2 separate regions of the Sus scrofa genome follow, and region 1 is linked to region 2. The links are chromatin contacts, called in public HiChIP or PLAC-seq maps. All regions are on one chromosome and are shown on one strand. The core of a region is the stretch at or near the end of the contact, and the rest is flanking DNA. Distances in the headings are between cores, read along the strand shown. Region 1 has its middle 270 kb from the start of PRDM1. Region 2 has its middle 200 kb from the start of PREP.

Region 1 (6,039 bases), core at 2,419-4,918, 200 kb after region 2:
GAACTGTGCTGTCTCTGCAGACTATCAGGGCTTTCTTCTGCAGGAGCATTAGTCCTATAAAAACTCAGTCATGCTCTTAGCTGCTGGAAAGACCAAACAGGGAGTTTTGGAGTAACCCATCAACCCCACTCACTTGTCCAATTCACCCCAACCTCTCCAGACTACAAACCCAGATAAGAAGCCATCATTAGCATCTGGCACTCATCTGGAGATAGATGCTGTACTTCCTGAGGAGGAGGTGAGAACCTAGACCCTGGGAGACTTGAGAGAAGGAAGAGAAGACTAAGGAGAAAGATGGGAGAGAGAAGGAGATCTGTGAATGCCTCTTTTCAAAGCCTGCTGACCCTTATGCAGTGGAAAGAAATGAATTCCCAATCCTGTTATGCTACTCTGCTCTGTGAGGTCTACCAGATGTTGGAATAAAAAAAACTGTGCTTCTCTGCCTCCTTATCCAGAGATCTAAAACCAAGTCAGCTGCCTTTGTGGATCATTAGGGATATCATTACTGGCTATTAATATTCTTTTTTTTAAGCTGTCCAAATTTCATCTAAAATTATTTTTTGCTTAAGTTACCCATAGTTACTTTGTTTTTTGAAGGCCAAGGATCCCAGATACTCCCTCCCTAATCTTTCCAGGCCTGCACTACCAAACCCACCTAGATCATCATCTACATTCTCCCCACCCTCTTGTTACAATGAAAGAAGTATCCTCCCCACCCCACCCCCACACACCCCCCCCCGGTGTAAAAACAATCCCTTCAATGGGTTCTAGACTTCCCCTCCTCCCCTACTCTTTACAACTCCATTCCTTAGGTTCTTTCCTCTCTTCTGCATCACTGGTCTCTCCCTGACTCCCGAATCATTCACAGCCTATACACAGACTCTGCTAGCAACCACCTCAAACTATCACACGTGCCCCTACATCCCCTGCTATCACCACTCCTTCCTTCTGCTTCATTTTATAATTGCTCTTCCATTGAGCATTGTGCAGATGTGCTGTCTCCATTTCTTCTCTTTCCAATTCTCTCTCCAACTCACTCTTGCCTCCATTCTACCTCCAACTGGCCACTGGCACTGAACCTGCTTTGCCAGGTCACTGGTGACCTCCACATTCCAAATCCACTGGATATTTTCTTGCACTCGTCTTACGAGGCATTTTGGTAGCAGTGTCCTCACTGCCCACCCCCTCCTTCTTGAAGGCCCTTATGACTCATAAACAGACTGCTCTTGCTGAACACAGGGCGAAAGGGCAGCAGCTGCAGGAGCCGAGGGGTCAGAGGAGCCAGGAGGCCCAGGGGAGGGAGGATGGAAGCTCATTTTCATTCTGACACAGCAGTACGTATGTATGGTCTCCTTAAATAACTCAGATCACTTCACTCCCCTGATTCGAATCTTTCATTGACATCCCATCATGCTTAGAGTAAAAGCCACCCTCTTTTAAGTGCCCTCAGGAAAACCCCACATCTTCTGGTCCAATCTAGTTCTCCAGTGTAAAAATATTCTCTTGACTTGTCTGATGTTCTGCATTTTCATTTCAAAAACATAAAGAGCTGCTTAAGAGTTATTTTCTTCAGTTTTGTTGTTTTGATCTATACAAAATCATTGTGGTACTTCAAACAGTGAGTAAAGGATGGAACTCTTATTGGCTATTGAATCCAACAAACATTTATATACAAAAGTCTATCACTGCCAGTGAGATTTGGAGAAGTACCAGGCCCATGCCCATCTTGGGAGCTCTCTGTTCTTTCCAGCAAACAAAACAACAACTACTTTCTTATTATTCCATAGCCATTTGTACCAGACCTGCCACCTGAACCAGAGGTAACACAGAGACTCTGTCTTATAATATACTGGGTGGTAAGGGACGTCACAGAACCCAGTTTTAACCATGTAAGTGAAGATGACATTCAAGCCAGTACATGAACTTGTTGGCCACCTAAGAAATTTGACAAAGCATGCTAACTATTGCCTTCGGAGTGGATAAGCAATGAGATCCTGCTGTATAGCACAGGGAACAATATCTAGTCACTTGTGATGGAGCATGATAACATGAGAAAAAAAGAATGTATAACGTATGTGTGACTGGGTCACCTTGCTGTACAGTAGAAAATTGACAGAACACTGTAAACCAGCTATAATGGAAATAAATAAAAATCCTTAAAAAAAAAAAGAAACAAACAAGAAAAAATATATATATATATCGGGGAGCACAGAGCACACCAATCAGGCTTCTATGTCACCTGGGTCCTGTGCAAAGTAGAGAAAAGAAAAAAAAGAAAGAAATTTGACAAAGCAGTTGACTTATTGACAAGAGTTAGCATTCATGCCAGACTTGTCTTTCCCTTGCCATGAGGGTTTGAGATTTAGCTGCAATCTTCAAACAATATACCTCCATTTCATGTCACATTTTTGCCTTATACCAGTACCCCCAGGGAAATGTGTCAACAGCCATGTTCAGATTTTTCAGAGGAACTACCCCACCACTTCAGTCTGTACTGTTTTCATGTACAGCATACATTTACGTTGTTTTGCAAAGTTTATCAACGCAAGGCAAAGAGTGCCCAGGTTGCCTCTGTCTGTTGGTGGAGACAGCTATACACTCATTAGGACAGGAAAAGAGTGGTTTCCTAGGAGGTGAAGAGGTGGACCAAAGGCGGGGGTTTTCGAAGAATAATGGAGTAAAAATCTCTGGAATTCTAATCTCCTGCTTTTGCCTGTGGTTTGCAGTGGTCTGTACTGGGAGTCAAGATGCACCACTTTTTCCTGACAAATATCACTTGACAAAGCTATCCAGAGAGTTAACCTAGCTAAATACCTATCTGGATTTTATCAACCTGCTATGGGTAGGAAAATAAAAGTGATTTTAAAAAACAAAGTGGAAACCCACACTCCCTTTTTAAGTAAAAAAGAGGTTTTTTTCCCTAACTCCATGGCTTCTTTTTTAGCCTCTTTCCCTCTTAAGTTAATTTTCTTGGTTATTTTATCTTCTTCCAATATATTCTTCACCAACATCTGGGTGTAAGAGAATTTAAAGAGTCTATCCTTGTTCCTTTTTCTGAAGAAGTTGTATGTAAATGTGACTGGCCTAGCAGAGCTGAAACAAATCATAGAACCCTGTCACTTGGCACTGTTAAACTATAAAAATTTACCTTTGGAGAACTTGAACTTGGGCTTCAAGATTGGCTGAATCAGTAGACATCACAAAGAGATTCAGTGGCACTAACTAGGATCAGTCAATCAAATAATGAATCATTAGGAATTTGCTAAAAACTCCTGGAAGTACAGAGATTAATCCAGCACTGTGAAATTTAAAGACTAACACTCATCTGGTCCCTTTTTCAAAAAGCTTATAAGCTAGAAGGGGAAACAAAATCAACAGCAAACTTTCATGGTCTCCTTCACTATTCTTTTGTTCTTAGGAAAATTCATCACCCTCCAGTCTTAAGATAGGCAGAACTTTGAAATCAGCACCCATCACTACAGAAATATAAGAATGTGGCTCCCTAGGGCTTCCTGTTCCGTTCCCAGCCCACAAGCAGCTTTTGCAATTTTCTAATTTGTCCCTATTCCTTCATCCTTCCTATTATTTGGATATTAGTCTCTCTTCTCAATCTAGATGGGTAGGGTGGTGTGACTGTGAGGCCTCTCTTTGAGTGCTCAGATGGTGCAATTATTCCTAACTGTATCCCCACCCACCAGCACTTGTCATTGCACATGGTACATAAGTGTACTCAAGGAGCATTGCTTTTTTTTAATTTGAAACCAAGAAAGCTCAATGAATAATATAAATGCCTCAAAAGCTGGATGCAAGGAATGATGAGAAAATGCAGAGTTCTGGGGAAATTTAGCAACTGAGCAGAAGAGATCAGATTGGAGTATGGGAGGCTGGAGTCAGGCAGGTTGGCAGGGAAGGGCAATTAGTGACATAGCCATGAGATGCTGAAGACCCAAATTAAGAAATGGAAAGGATGAAAGAGAATAAGGGGTTGGTGGGGGGAGTGGACAACAGTAGAACTTGAAGAATATCAAGCATCACGGGGAAGGGCTGGGGGGCAAGCCAGGATCCAGGCACCGGAAACAGTAAAGATGACTTCGAAGTTGTGAGTCGGAAAAACCGTGAGACAAGCATGTCATGGCCGAGACAAGGAACTTGGAAGGGGAACTGGTTTTGTGGGGGAGGTGATGAGCTCAGTTAGAGACTGTGGGATATGAACTGATGGGAAGACTTTCAAGTGAAAATGACCAGTGAGCAGCCAGAGATATGGGAATAAACCCTGAGTGAGGGACAGGCAGGAGGTGAGCTGCAAACCTATGAGTCATCAGCCCCCGTGCTTGCAGCCCTGAGGTCGGAGACAAGTTCTATGCCTCAGGGTGCCCAGCAAGGAGAGATGAAGACCCAAGGGTAGTGGGGGGCAGGGATGTCGGGGGAAGGGGGGGGGAACCAGAGGCACATGGGCAACTTCAGGATTAGTGGAAAGTTAGCAGGGACACAGGAGAGTTTAATGCTGGAAATGTGAAAGGATAAAAGTTTTCCAAGAAGAAGAGGGTGGAAAAATAATGAGGGCTGCAGAAAAGATAGTGAGACTGAGATCAAAAGACAGACTCTGGATATTAGAATTGGCAACCGTTGACCAGTAGGAGCCCATGTGGGCAAAGCAGTGAGGGTGGAAATTAGATTTCAGGGAGTTAAAGAGGGATTAGGGAGAAAGAAAACAGAGCATATGAACCACAGAGTCGAAAAAGTGTCAGTGGAAAAAAATTAGTATCGTGGCTAGAGAAGGCAAAAATACACCCTTATTGTTTGTGGGAAACTTTTAGAAAATATTTTATCACATTTTTTTAAATGAGGCATTTAATTCCTCAGTCTCTTGTTGACATGGAAACTAGAAATTCAGATGGAATTTAAATGTTCTTGAAGCAGAGCTTGATCCTCACTCTACCCCCTCCCCCTCCACACACACACACACACACACTCACACACACACTAATACACACTCACACTCACTTTAAAAGTTCACAGACACCCCTGCTTGGGCCACAAGGGTTACGTTTCTCAGAATGTGGGCTTCTAGATAAAGTCAGACTGAAACTTGCCAAAATGGGCAATCCCTACTTTCATGATATCAAGGCTGGGTATCGACCACTGCCAAATGCCACCTGTCCCTCACAGGAATGCTCTTATTTGGGCGTTTGATCTCAGCCTTCACCCTAGTGTTGACAATCCACCTTTTGTGTAAAACCGCCTTTGTGTTCAATGCTCATGTTTATTCGTTAACCAGCCTAGCCATATTAGGGGTTTTGAAAATGACTCATTCCATCATTATTTTATTTTATTTTTTGCTTTTTATGGCCTCACCCATGGCATATGGAGGTTCCCAGACTATGGGTAGAATCGGAGCTATAACTGCCAGCCTACACCACAGTGACAGTAATGCAGGATCCAAGCCATGTCTGTGACCTACACCACAGCTCTCGCCAACTCTGGATCCCTGATCCACTGAGCAAGGCCCAGAATTGAACCAGCATCCTCATGAATACCAGTCAGATTCATTTCTGCTGCACCACAGTGGGAACTCCCTAATTCCATCATTCATGAGTGGTCAGCCCTGCAGTGGTTTTAACAGTGTTTCTGGGAAGACTGAGAAACCTACAGAACCAATGGCTAAGCCTGTGCCAAGAAACAGCAAGAACACAGTGACCAATATCTTTGTGTTTCCCATGACCACACATTGGTCTAGGCCATCCCATCTCCTGTCATCTGGTCCCTACCTTCTCCCAAAACATAAATACACTTGGTCTTTCCAAGGTTAAGGAAGGTATGACCTGTGAACCTAGGAGCTGTGTTTACCATGTAACTATTTAATATTTCAAATCCAGCACCTATGAGGTTGCTCGACACCAAGCCAAATTTAGATTTAAATTTGGAATATAAACTTCCATAAGTTTAGTTTGGAAAAAAAAAAGTTTTCTCTAAACCTGAAAACAGTAAAAACAGATGCCCTCAGAAAAAGAAATAGAATGTACCCATGATTTTAATTTG
Region 2 (6,683 bases), core at 2,725-5,224:
TATTTTCCCAGGATGTTACAACTGACTGCAGGATTCGGCTGAGAACTAGGATACTCTACTCTATCTGTGCTAGAGATGCCCATTGAACAACCATTTAACCAAACAGTCTGGGTTTGTTGTAAGTAAAAGAGAACCCAGTGGCATGTGGTCAGGGCAACTTTCGACTCAAAACACTGCAAATTAGATAGAATGTGGATAGGGGATGTTAATCACCACACACTTACACCACAATTAAAGTGGATCTATCAGACACTTCTGGGACATTTGACCTTTTCCCATCTGGATGTCAGGTGCAATAAAATTCCAACATGGAAAGAGAGAGTCGCTCCACAGTCAAGCCTTGAGAGACTAAATCTTTTTTGTGTTTCAAGATGGATATGGCTCTCACATAAGACTCATTAAGTGCCCAGAAGCCTATGGCACTGTAATTGGTAATGCATAGATTAGGAATGTACTTTGTATGTGTGTGTCTTTTTGTCTTTTTAGGGCCACACACGTGGCATATGGAAGTTCCCAGGCTTGGGGTCCAGTCGGATCTGTAGCCGCTGGCCTACACCACAGCCACAGCAATGCCAGATCCGAGCCATGTCTGCGACCTACACCACAGCTCACAGCAATGCCGGATCCTTAACCCACTGAGCAAGGCCAGGGATCCAACCCACAACCTCATGGTTCCTAGATGGATTCATTTCCACCGCACCACAGCAGGAACTCCTCATCTTTACTTTTAAATAAGGAAACTGAGACCCACATGAAGCTAAGACATTTGCTGAGTTCAAATAATACATTAGCATCAGAACTTAGTCTAGAAATCCAGATTTCTTTCTTTTTTATTTTTCTTTGTTTTTTTCTGCACCCACAGCATGTGGAAGTTCCCTGGCCAGGGATGGAACCCACGCCATAGGAGTAACCAGAGCCACTGCCAGATCTTTAACCAGTGACAATGCTGGATGTTTAACCCACTGAGCAAGGGAACTCCTCATTTAAGCTGTTAATCCTCCTCTATGACTTTCATTATGTACTTTCAAATAGACTTTAATATTTCCTGATCTCAAACAACAAATATTTGGCAGACAAATAGACTTTAATATTTCCTGATCTCAAACAACAAATATCTGGCAGACAATTTTATACAAAAAACTTCTGCCTTGGTTCTAGAAATAAAATACTTGTTGGCAAACTTTTTCTTATGAAAAAACACTAGATTTTTTTTTCATTGATTCATGAAGTAAAATTTTTTTTCTGTAGCAATATGAAGCTTTTTTATTATTTGTCTTTATTTTAAAAATTAAAAAATTAGAAAGCTATGGTAAATATATATAAATTTATATATTCATAAAATGAATGTGAATGTACTTACCACATAGCATTGACCAATACTGAAATGTTCTGGTTTTACTTTATGTATAAATATGAAGCTGATAAATCTCCTCACTTATTCATCATTTGTGTACTTTAATAACATAAAATTCCAGATTTTTTTTTTTGTCCCAGAAGCCGTAAGTGTGAGGTCACACAGACCATGTAGAAACACAGAGCCCTTCCCCTACTCCGGTGAGAAAAGCTCTGACAGAAAAAGCTTGAGTTATCAACAAGCCTCTCCCCCAAGTAAGACACAACCAGCAGACCCCAGACGTAATGCTGCTGGTCTCTTCCTGAGGTAACCATTGAGTCATTATTTGCTGTGTTTTTCTAGAAACTTTCTTCTAAAATTTTAGGTAGCTTTTGATCCATACTCAGCTCTGTAGGGGGCTTTTGAATAACTATTTCTTTAAAACTGTTTATCTGTCTATCTGTCGATCTACCTATCATCTATCTGTCCCACCCGTCTATCTATTTATTAGCTCCCAGTGAAAGGGAAAGGAGAAAGTGCCTTGGGCAAGAAGAGTGACTGTAGCTGTTATTAGTGCAAAGTATAAAAATAATTGGTTGTTTTTCCTTGTCTCTTCAAGTTCCACAGATCAGCTCTTCTGAAGGGTAATAAACTAGTTCAGCATATTGAGAAACTTAGGGGAAAACTGAAGTAATGCGAGACCTTAGGGGCTTTTGCTGTCGTTGTTGAAAGGTAAATACCGTTTTGTATTCAAGTCGTGTAATGTATGTGGCAAATGAACTGGTGAATGAGTCACTTGTTGTTGGAAAGTGAACAAACTTGTCTAATGATATAGCTTTCTTTTCTGTGTGTGTGTGTATGTGTGTGTGTGTGTGTGTGTGTGTGTGTGTGTGTGTGTTCTTTTTGGGCGATGTCTCCCTTTGACTCATCTCAGATTTTGCATTATGCGTGTTTTTTTTAAACTAGCAAAGTCATTTTCAAATTGTTTCTACCCATTCACTGGTTTCTTCTAATTTACGGATATGGTTGAAGCAACAGAAATACAAATGGAACCCCAAACTTTGACTGTTACCCCAAATTTTGTCTGTTAGAAACTTTGGGGTAAAGAAGACAGATCAGAACAATGCAGAAGGTATATTTCTGAAAATCTGTAGTTCATGATAAATTTGATCTTTGAAAGAGTTATGTACTGAAGCTTGAGATATTGATAAAAGTGCTATGCTTAACCAACATAAAATATTATTATTAACATAAAATAACACATATATAGCTATACAATTATATCCAATTTATCATGATAATTATATGACTTTTTTTACTTATTTAACTCATTTCTTTTTCTTCTTTGGGCTCCTTTTTTTTTTTTTCTTGTTTATGTAAATCACTTCAATGCTTTGTCTGAGACAAATTACACATGAATTTGTGGGTTCTGAAATGTGAGATCCTCTGTTTCAGTGCACTTGTGTTTCTTCAGGGCCAGCACCTTCATGACTGATACGTGGGAAAGAGGACAACCTTACATCCTTAGCAAAGAACATCCTTAGCAAAGAAAGCATGGGGGTATATTTTTTGTTATTGTTGATCTTTTTCTTGTATACATTCCTGTTCACTGGTCTTCTCCTAGGGCAACTTGGATTTCCATGTTTTTCAAAGCCCTTTGGGCTTCCATTCTGTGTTCCTCTCTGACACACATATTCTAATTCTTATCTGTGCTTCTCTCCACTCTTTCAAGATTTTTATCAATCAACTCATCAGCAGATGAAGCACTGACAGGTGCCAACATGTGAAAATTTTTAAGCACACCTAAGGTGGTAGCTCTCCAGCCCCATAGTTCAGAAGGGGTGGAAAGACTCTATTCTGTAAATTAAAATATTTAGAAAGACTCTGGAGAAGACGAGCTCTTCTCAAAGAAAAGAATGGTTAACATACCCAGATGGTTTGTTGCACCTTGACATAGAAAAACAGAATCTATGACAGAAAAACAGAATTGTCAAATACCAAGTAGTCTGAAATGGATAATGCTGCTCTTGTTGGTATCAATGACTGAAAACATTGACAAGCTCCATAGTTTAGAGATAACATGTCCTGAAAGTCCAATTTTTTTTTTTTTCTCACATGAATGAAAAGGTCAATCTGATGCATGGGTTCCAAACAGTGTGTTGATAACATGAATGATGCCCTTGGCACTATTAATACTTTGGCTACTGATTCTTGTCCCATTGAGAATGCATGAATTTATTCATATGCCTGTGATTTACCATGGTTTAAGCACTCCTAGGGCACTGTCAGTAACTCAGTGTTGTATAACTGACTTGTTTTCCAGGATACCAGTTACCCTTCCCGGCTTACATCCTGTGTGGGCTTGGCAGACATCAGCTCCCGAGCACCTAGAAGGCACTTCCTTCTCCAGAGGAGCTTCATGGAAACAAGGACTCTGTTGCAACTGGCTGAGGTTGGAACTAATTCCTCCTCTGTCTGCGTTACAAAATAAGTGAAGACTAACCAGCCCGGGCAGGTTTTTTTGTATCCTTGGATTGCTCTCTGCCTCTTTTCAAGAGCTTTTGCTGTAAAATAACCAGACTACATCTAAATTTAGCCATGTGATATGGCACAAACAGGCTTTCATGCCTGCTGTGTCATCAAGGGGATTTCAGGATTTTCTAATTGGTCTGCCTCGGTGCATCTGATGCAATCGCCCATCATCAGTTTGTGCTCAGGAGTCTGGGTGGGAAGTGAAAGTACAGACAAGCCTGCCTAGGCCATCTCTGCCTTGCAAGAGCTTGCCGCTAGCTGTGTGTGGCTCTGAGACCCAGATTCAGGCCAATTCAAAATGAAAACCTTCAAATGAGTGCTCCGAAAGTAAAACAAAAACTGAATCTACTTGCTACATCTTGATGAGGCCCATAAGGTAGCAAAGGTTTGGGGGTACAAGGTCAAGCTGAAGGGTTAAGGCCTGAAAGGGGTTTGCCCCTCGGATAAACTAAACATCCTTTGCCAGTGGCATGCTGTGGAAAGGCGGCCCTGAGGAAAGGCTAGTGACCCATGGGGGATCCAAATTTCCACGGCTGGATGGCATCTCTTCCAGGCCTTTCCCATGGAGGCAAAGACTCCAGACTGAACTTGAAGAGTTCTAGGCAATCCTCTCAGAGTTAGGACTTTGAAGATCAAATGAGAATGATAGGGATTTGGAAAAACTAGTACTTGGTCAGTATTTATGCTTATGGCTCTTTACCAGAAAGGAAAAAAATAATTGCTCTACTATCCTCTAAGTTATTTTTATCACTTAAATGAAAAAGAACTAGCTGAGGTTATTTGGCATATCACAATGTTTTTCTTATTTTTTTTTCTGATTATCAATTCATGCTCGCTGAAAAAAATAGTCAAATGTTACAGAAATGTGTAACATAGAAAATAAGAAGACTTCTCCTTCAGCACAACCTCCAAGGTAAGTTTGGATAGCAATTTGTTTTATAGGCTCATTTCTTTTCCCCCCACAGATACTCTATCTATCTATCTATCTATCTATCTATCTATCTATCTATCTTTATAAGAATGAAATCTTCCATGATATACTTATAAATTGCATTTCCATTCAACAATATACCTTTCCCTGTTTATTTATAAAGACATACCTGGATGCCTTGTTTGGTTTTTAAGACTAGATTTCTTTAAAGTTATAAGTTACACACAGAATTAAAGCAGAGAATACAGAGATATATATTGAAAATAAAAATGCTTCCCTCCTCTCTACATCATACAGTATTATTCTAGTGTTTGGAGTGCTTTTAAAGTATAGACAAATAGATGCATATGCATGCTTATTTACTGTTGTATATATATATGTATTTTCCATACAAATGGAATTGCATTGTAATATTCTGTGTCTCAGTTTTAAAATTGAGTACAAGAATGCCTTTCAATTGGACCAAAGACTGGTTAACCTGAAAGCACAAAAGCACACTCTAGGATGGCAGAGACCACATCTGCCTGGCTCCCTGCTGTGTGTACTTTGCCTGGCATCCATACTTGAAGCCCCAAGAGTCTTCTATTGCAGTCAGAAAACCCCTGGGAGAAAAACCATCCCTTGGCCCCAGATGCTCAACAGACCCATGGGAAATCTGCTTCAATGGATTCAAGGTTTAGCTCTCCCTATAAGAGGGCTTCCCCTTCTAGGCACCAGCTTGTAGTGAGATCCTATGGGAGTCACTGGGTGCTCCAAAGTGGGTAGGGGAGCACATGCTGGCAGGATGAGGGAATAAGGAGGCCAAAGAGCTCAACAGACCTTGACTGCACTGAAAGTCACCCTCTGTCTCTGTGAAATATGCCCAATCTTCTTGGGAGCAGAAAATCCAACTTTGAGAGCAGAAGCGGATTCCTAGTAAACAGTAAGATTATTAATGAAGAATCTTAGTGAAAGTCTTCATGGATTTTTTAGTAAATTTCAAAAATGATTTCCATGTATATATGTGTGTGTAGAGGGTAATATGGCCAAGTAATAAATATTAAACAATGTGTGTGTGTTTATTTAACTCTTACAGCCGTTACCATTTCTCTAATTTACTCTATAATATGCTCCCCCTCCCCAGATGAGATATTTGGTTTTTAATTCTTCAGTGTTTTTTAATTCTTCAGGGAGAAAAAGGGACTCATGCTACTCAACTTGAGCATCATTTCAGGCTATAAAAACCCAAATATTTTAGAAAATCTTTAATCATAACTTTGGGGTTAGCAGAAGTTAAAATCAGTATATGGTATTCCATTTTTTCTTTTCTTTTCTTTCCTTTTTTTTTTCTTTTTTTTTTTTTTTTGCTATTTCTAGAGCCGCTTCCCGCAGCATATGGAGGTTCCCAGGCTAGGGGTCCAATCGGAGCTGTAGCCGCCGGCCTACGCCAGAGCCCAACAATGCAGGATCCGAGCCACGTCTGCAACCTACACCACAGCTCACGGCAACACCGGATCCTTAAGCCACTGAGCAAGGCCAGGGATCAAACCGGCAACCTCATGGTTCCTAGTCAGATTTGTTAACCACTGTGCCACGATGGGAACTCCTCTTTTTTTCTTTTTTACAGCTGCACCTGCCACCAATGGAAGTTTCTGCATCAGGGGTTGAATCAGAGCTATGGCTGGAGCCTATACCACAGCTATGGCAACATGGGATCCGAGCCACATCTGAGACCTACCCTGAAGCTTGCGGCTACATCAGATCCTTAACTCACTGAGTGATGCCAGGGATTGAAACCATATCCTCACAGAGACAACATCGGGTCCTTAACCTGCTGAGTCACAATGGAAACTCCTATAGTATTCTTGAATAAGAAAGAAAACCTATCTATTGGAGAGACTTCAAAGG

What was found. HiChIP or PLAC-seq counts read pairs in DNA pulled down with a chosen protein or histone mark.
Region 1: a contact with region 2 is called in an H3K27ac HiChIP or PLAC-seq map of alveolar macrophages. The contact joins two enhancer-like sites. A contact is called at or near these places in 1 of 47 Hi-C or Micro-C datasets (fibroblasts) and 1 of 2 datasets of contacts at active chromatin or transcription factors (alveolar macrophages).

What each region holds. Positions count from the first base shown.
Region 1 is chr1:72,031,728-72,037,766 of Sscrofa11.1, forward strand. No RefSeq gene overlaps it. Among named protein-coding and RNA genes, the nearest start is that of PRDM1, 270 kb to the right of the region's middle. Within about 2 kb of position 3,669, at least 2 of the 83 cell types and tissues checked have an H3K27ac peak or open chromatin away from gene starts, as enhancers often do. A contact at or near this core is called in alveolar macrophages, where this site is marked.
Region 2 is chr1:71,833,202-71,839,884 of Sscrofa11.1, forward strand. It overlaps a transcript of PREP not described here. Among named protein-coding and RNA genes, the nearest start is that of PREP, 200 kb to the left of the region's middle. Within about 2 kb of position 3,975, at least 13 of the 83 cell types and tissues checked have an H3K27ac peak or open chromatin away from gene starts, as enhancers often do. A contact at or near this core is called in alveolar macrophages, where this site is marked.